Linked DNA regions of Gossypium hirsutum: region 1 is linked to region 2. A link is a contact called in public Hi-C data. All regions are on one chromosome and are shown on one strand. Each heading gives the region's core, a stretch centred on a gene start, on an enhancer-like site or on the middle of the called end of the contact. The rest is flanking DNA. Distances are from core to core; before and after follow the strand shown.

Region 1 (3,172 bases), core at 146-2,645, 180 kb after region 2:
GGAAAAAAATAATTCATCAACAATATATGCAACACAGTTTGCATCGTTCAGCATCACATCCCCAGGTTGAAGATCATACAATTAAATCCCAAAAGTTCGACCTGCATATTTCTTGATGAAACAAAAGTACAAATAGCTTCCAGTTTCATTGATTCTTTGCATTTGAAGGCCAAAGTATGACTTGCGTACACACAAATCTACATTACATTCGCTAACTGTAACTCTAAGATGAAATGGCAAGTGACCAACCTCAGGCAGAAGCTCAGTATCAAAAGAATGTAGATCTAAGAGACCGGGACTGAACTCGCCGCTTGGCGGACGCGAACTAAATGGAGGAGTTGTAGGCTCCGTGAAATAGTCGTTCCCCGTATTAGAACCCCTCTGTACATTCTTATACATTCTAGATCCTTGAGATCCTCCTCCTCCACCATAAAACGCATAATCCTGCTCTCGATCCAAGCAGCATAAGCAGCAAAATCATGCATTCGAAATAATAACTACTTTGTATTGAAATATTGCTCCCTGCACATTCCATTTATTTATTTTGCTCGCAAATTAATTTCCAATCTAAAAAAGGGAAAAAAATCAAACATTTATCAATTTTTTTATCCAATAAAGTGTCATCTGGAAAACTTCATTCATTTTGTTTTCTTTTAATACCAAAAGGAAATCTCGAGAGTTAAAGCAGCCAGCTTAACTGCTTTTCCTTTCGCATGTTAGACTTAAAATTATATAATTAAATCTAAAAAATCAACACATTTTCAGTTTATTCTTACTAAAAAAAATAGATTGCCATTTTCATTTTATTTCTCCAACAAAAAAATTAATTAAAAAGGAAAAAGTGTGAGACCTGAAGAGGAGGAACAGAGTTGTTGGAAGAGTGAAGATGTTGAAGACCAGCAGACTGAAGCCATCTCCCATTCGACGTCGTTTCCAAGAAGTTATCTGAGTGTTGTCTCTGATGGTGCACTTGAACTCCTGCGGCATCAGATCTCTGCCTCTGTCTCCCCATTCCGTTCATCTCCCAACACTCTTCCACCTCGCTTTCTTTCAATTATTTAATCAAATTAAAAACAAAACTTCGATCCTTCGATTTAAAGGTTTACCTCTTCAAAATAGAAATTATAAAGAGAGAACAATCAAATGCCCCCGATTAACATTTAACCGGATCCTCCTCGATCTTTTTTAAGCTTTGGTTTCAGACAATGATCATTCAAAGCAAAAGGATTGAGTTATAAAGAAAATGGACAGTGTCAATGAGAATAAGAGAAAGGGATTGGATTTTTGAATTTTGAAGGCAGTTGGGAGAGACACGTGTGGCACGTGCCGTTGGGGGATGTGGAAGGAGGTACTATACGACGGCGGATTGAGCCGAAAATTGTGGAGAGGGGATCTAGTGGGCCCGGGACTTGGGGGTCTATACATATGGCTTTTCTTTAAAAAGGTCTAATTCTATCTTCAGTCCCTATATTCTTTAAAACTTTTAAAATTCAATCTCTTATACTTTTAATTTTAGTAATTTAGTCATTCTACTTATTTGATTTAAATATTAAAATCTAATTAAAGTTAAAATCTTGAAAATAATATTGGTAAGAGAGATAACTATAAACCCTGAAAAGATTAGTTTTTTTATGAATCATAAAACGAATATAGAGAGATACCTTTAGTTCCAACAAAAAATTTAAAATGCAATTGATAACCTTCTTAATTGCTATTGTTTAATTGAATAATAAAAACTTTCATTAGTGGGTTATAAATTAAATATTAATTTTTAAATTAAACAAGGAGAGGAATTAAATTTCTAAAATTAAAAATATAGAGTAAAGACTACGAAATTTCAATAGTTGAAAAAGTAGAGGGATAATGAGGGTGATTAAATCTTTGAATAATTTGAAGGAATTTGGAGTTATTTGTTTTGCGAAAATAGGGGTATCAGCAAACCACCGTCCCACATGGTGGGACCCTCCAAAAAAATCAATCAGTTGCGCGCTTTTGAGTCTCATCCAAAAGCTCCCATCTTGTAGGGATACAACTCTCCCACCCCATGTGTTTCATCAAATTGAGTAAATCTTTTTACTTTTATTTTTCTATTTTAATTTTACATATATGCTAAAAAAAATTAATTGAGAATCTATACTACATTTTTTTGAAAATTTATCTATTTACATTGTTTTTGGAAATAAAAAGAAAAATGCGTTTTATGGGGTGCGTTTTCACTTCTAATAAAAATGCGTTCTATAGGACGCGTTTTCACTTTGGTAAAAGAAAAAATTCTTTTTTCTTTTCTTGTGGTTGGAAATTAAAAATTTGTAAATTTATTTTTGTCCGTATTTGAGATAGACATGATTATAGTTTTAATGATTGTTTAAATTCATAGTGGTGTAGTGGAGTTGAGTGACCTATAAATTTCATTTGTCATATGAGTATGGAGCCATCACCCAGGAAATCGGATCGTGTTGCAACTCAAGGTCCCACTTGACGATAATTATACTATCTGAGGTTGAAGTGTAACTAGGGCTTCAAGTTTATAGGGGTTATATTGTCGAGGAATAAAGCATAAATGGGGTCATACTTGATAGTGGTTATGCGGGCACGACAACAAATTTTTCCTCGTTAGAGGAGGATGCTTTATAAAACCCAAACAAATGTACAAAGAAGAAAAACGCAGTGGCCTTTTTGCATAACCAAGTATATTGTTTTATCCATGTCCACCAAAAGCTATGCCCCCGTTATTATAATCTGTGACATAATTGGGGTGTAATAGGTTTTACTAACATGGTCACTGCTTTTGGTGGACATGGACAACACGAATTACTTTATTATACTGGAAAACCCCTATGTTTTTCTTCCTCTTTCATGTGGGTTTCATAAAACATACTCCTCTAACAAGGAGAAATTGGTTGTTGTGCATGCATAACCAACATCAGCTAAGGCCCCAGTTATACTCCATCCTTTGACATCATAACCTTTGTAACCTTGGAGCCTTAGTTACACTTTAACCCAAGGCAGTATAGTCACCGCCAACTTGGACCTCGAGTTGTAAAGGGATTCCGGTTTCTCAGGTGATGGAGTTATACTCACATGACAAGTGAAATTTGTAAATTATCGAGCTCCGTTACATCACCGTGAACTCAAAAAAAACTTAAAACTATGACTATGTCTCCCTTAAAGC
Region 2 (3,155 bases), core at 146-2,645:
AATTACTGCTGCTTATCTTTACAGCACTGGGGATAAAATTACTAAAGTGTTGATACCAGTGGACGCCTCCTTATCCCAGATATGCATATGTGTTTGTTTACTAGACATGCATGCATGGATGTTCTTGTATGCATGTATGGCCATGCATGTATCATGGCTTGAAAGCTGAAATGGATCAAACTCATTCTTTTGTAAATGGTTTAAAAAATCAAATTAGCATGGGAAAATTACAAATGACAACTATGATAAGAGCAATAAAACTGATTCTTGCATCCTAATTAACAAAAGACTACGATAACTTATAAATTCATGACAACTTTAAATCCTTAATAAAAGTAACTCGTTCAAGCTGCATACTTTAGGTCTTCTCAGTCAATTGATTCAAGTGAACTCCAAAAGAAAATTATGGCTTACCATATACCATTAAAGCATCAATAACGCAGATCTAGGTCATAAGCATATGTTCTTATGTATACAACATAAACCAATGAAAACCAAAAGCCAATGTTTGAAGGAAATCCCAATGATATTTTACTATAAAATACGGGAAGGAACTCAAGATTCAATATAATCTATATTGAACCAAAAATCTTATTTTCTTTATTTTTAAACAACATTATTATACTCTAAACACTGATAAACAAACAAATAAATAGATAATACAAAGTTGACAAAATGTAGACAAATATAGTTAACATGATTTAACAATAGTAACATTAAAAAAACAATAGTACGATACAATACAAACAAAACAAACACTTCAAAATTAAACCTAGATTCCATAAAAACAAATAATATTAAAAACTAAAGTCACATTTTCTAAGCCAACTGCAACTAATGGTACTTCAGAAATATAGGATAAATATACAGTCCGGAGGAAGTGTTATGAACTACATTAAGTGCAAGTAATTATTTCATAAAAATAAAACAAAGATGGACTGACTGACCTCCTTGAGGATGAGCTCCAGCAAGCTTCTTCTTTCTCCTCCTATAAAAAATTACGAAAATGCCCACTCCAATCAGCACAATTAACGCTCCCATCCCTGCCCCAACGATAAGCCCCGCTAATGTCCCAGGCGGTAAGCCCCCGCTCGGCGAAGGCGGCGGAGGTAGCGTAGCATTCGGAGAATCAGCCCCCGGAGGCGGAGGCGACACAGGGGTTGAAGTATTAGTAACTGGCGGCGTAAGGGAAGGAGAAGGAGGAGAAGAAGTAGTGTTGGGAGTGGAAGGCGGCGACGTCGGCGATGGAGATGGTGGTGTAGCCATCTCCGGTGAGGTTTCGATAAAATCGAGGATTTGAATTTTTTTTTTCTTTCCTGTTATTTTCTTTATGCTTGAGGTTTTTTTTGGGGAGGGGGGTTCAATTCAACCTCAATGCTTGAGGTTTGAACTTTGAAACAGAGTCGAAGGAATTTTGCTTATGAATGATTGGGTGGGAGAAAGAATTTGGACCAAGTGGGGCCCGCTTCTGACAAAGAAATGAGTAAATCAAAAAGAGGCACAACGGCGTCGTATTTGGCTTTTTATTGTTTTTACTGACAAAACTCTGCTGTCCGTGTCTGATTGTAGTGAGAAAATGTAGCTTACTTGCAACGTGTGATTTATTTTTAATTTTTTTCGGCGGTTTTATGTTTACAAAATATAAAATGTAAAGTACCCATTAAATTCCTCGATCAATTTTTTTCGGTAAAAAAAACAAATATCAAATAATATTTATTAACGTTTATAAGCTTAATATCTTGCTTTCTATTTCAATTTTTTTATAAAAAATTTAAATCTAAAAGTAAATATTTATTTTAATATTTTAATTATATTTGGTGTTGTTGAAATAAAATAATATAAATCAAAATCTAAAATTTAGGAATATTTATTTTGATTTGATAGTTAAGATTATTTAGATTATCATGATTCTTATTTTAAAAATACACATTTACTTTGAAATAAAAAATAGTGGGCATAAATTTATACTTCAAAGTTGAAACTAAAAAAGATGATAAAAACTCTAGTAAAGAATAACAAATCTTCAAAATAAGAAAAAAATATAATGACTTATTTAGTTCTCTAACTTTACAAAAAAATAATCATTTTAGTCTTCATTTAATTTTTTACCCTTTTTAATTCTTACACTTATGGACACGTGAATTATTACATGAACAAGTTAACAAATGTGACAGTTGAGAATAAATAATAATTGTACCAAATAATTATAATTTAAATTTAGTACACAATATCCATGTTGAGTATGAAGAATTTTTGGATATGAGACTGATTTTACTTGTTTCCAATAAAGATTTATTTTTAAAAAAATAATACGAAAACTTGGTGAGATGATGAGAGGAAAAATAAAATTATGATTGCGGGTCGACCTAACTTCCGAGTAATATTAGGGTTTTCCTAAAATGTAAGAAATTTATTTTAAAAAGCAATTCTTTGATGTTCACACATCAATTTTACTACTTTTCAATTTTTGTAACATTATTTATTTGAAAAATGCAAAAAATAAAAATTATTATTTATTTATTATTAATTTATATAATTATTTACACTCCTAATTGAGTTGACGTTATCCTCCATTGGGTCACCAATTCGGTTAAAAATTTTACAATTTGAGAGTACTTTAATCGTTAATTTGTCACTAAATAAAGTCTTATTTTAATATTTTTATATATTTTAATTTTATTATGCACACTTTATTACTTCTGTTAATTGTGTGTGTATGTATATTAATAATATATTTGATTGAGTTGATGTCACAATTTAACTCGACTCCGACTCAAGGTTGATGACAGAACAATGATAAACAATTTAATCTTTTTTTAATTTTAATATTCTACATATTTAATATGTTATTATTATTTAGTTTCAGCCATATGTTTTATCATTTATTGTATGTTATTTTTAAACACATATTTATGATTTCTATATGTATATGCGTGTGATAATATTTCTAATAATTAATTAATGTTACTTATACGAATTCAACTTAAACTCAACTAAAAACTTTATTATTTAAAAAAATAATTATTTATATAATATCAATTTAATAATATAATGAATAATAAAACTATTTTGTTTTTTCAAATTTGTGGTTATATATTTATAACTTTGCAACTTCAAAATAAAAATAATATTTTTAAAAATAATTAAAAATAATT

Evidence for each region. Hi-C and Micro-C count contacts between places; a contact is called where the count stands out from the background.
Region 1: a Hi-C map of leaf shows a contact between it and region 2, with 2.3 times the contacts expected there. The contact joins the enhancer-like site here to the promoter of LOC107951921 in region 2. A contact is called at or near these places in 5 of 34 Hi-C or Micro-C datasets (all in leaf).

What each region holds. Positions count from the first base shown.
Region 1 is chrA02:87,308,101-87,311,272 of Gossypium_hirsutum_v2.1, forward strand. It overlaps the pseudogene LOC107951908. Among protein-coding and RNA genes, the nearest start is that of LOC107952425, 33 kb to the left of the region's middle. Within about 2 kb of position 1,396, at least 9 of the 9 cell types and tissues checked have an H3K27ac peak or open chromatin away from gene starts, as enhancers often do. A contact at or near this core is called in leaf, where this site is marked.
Region 2 is chrA02:87,126,525-87,129,679 of Gossypium_hirsutum_v2.1, forward strand. LOC107951921 (proline-rich receptor-like protein kinase PERK15) reads right to left here and starts at 1,396. Exons shown (of 8, transcript XM_016887105.2): 1 at 948-1,396. The coding sequence starts at 1,266.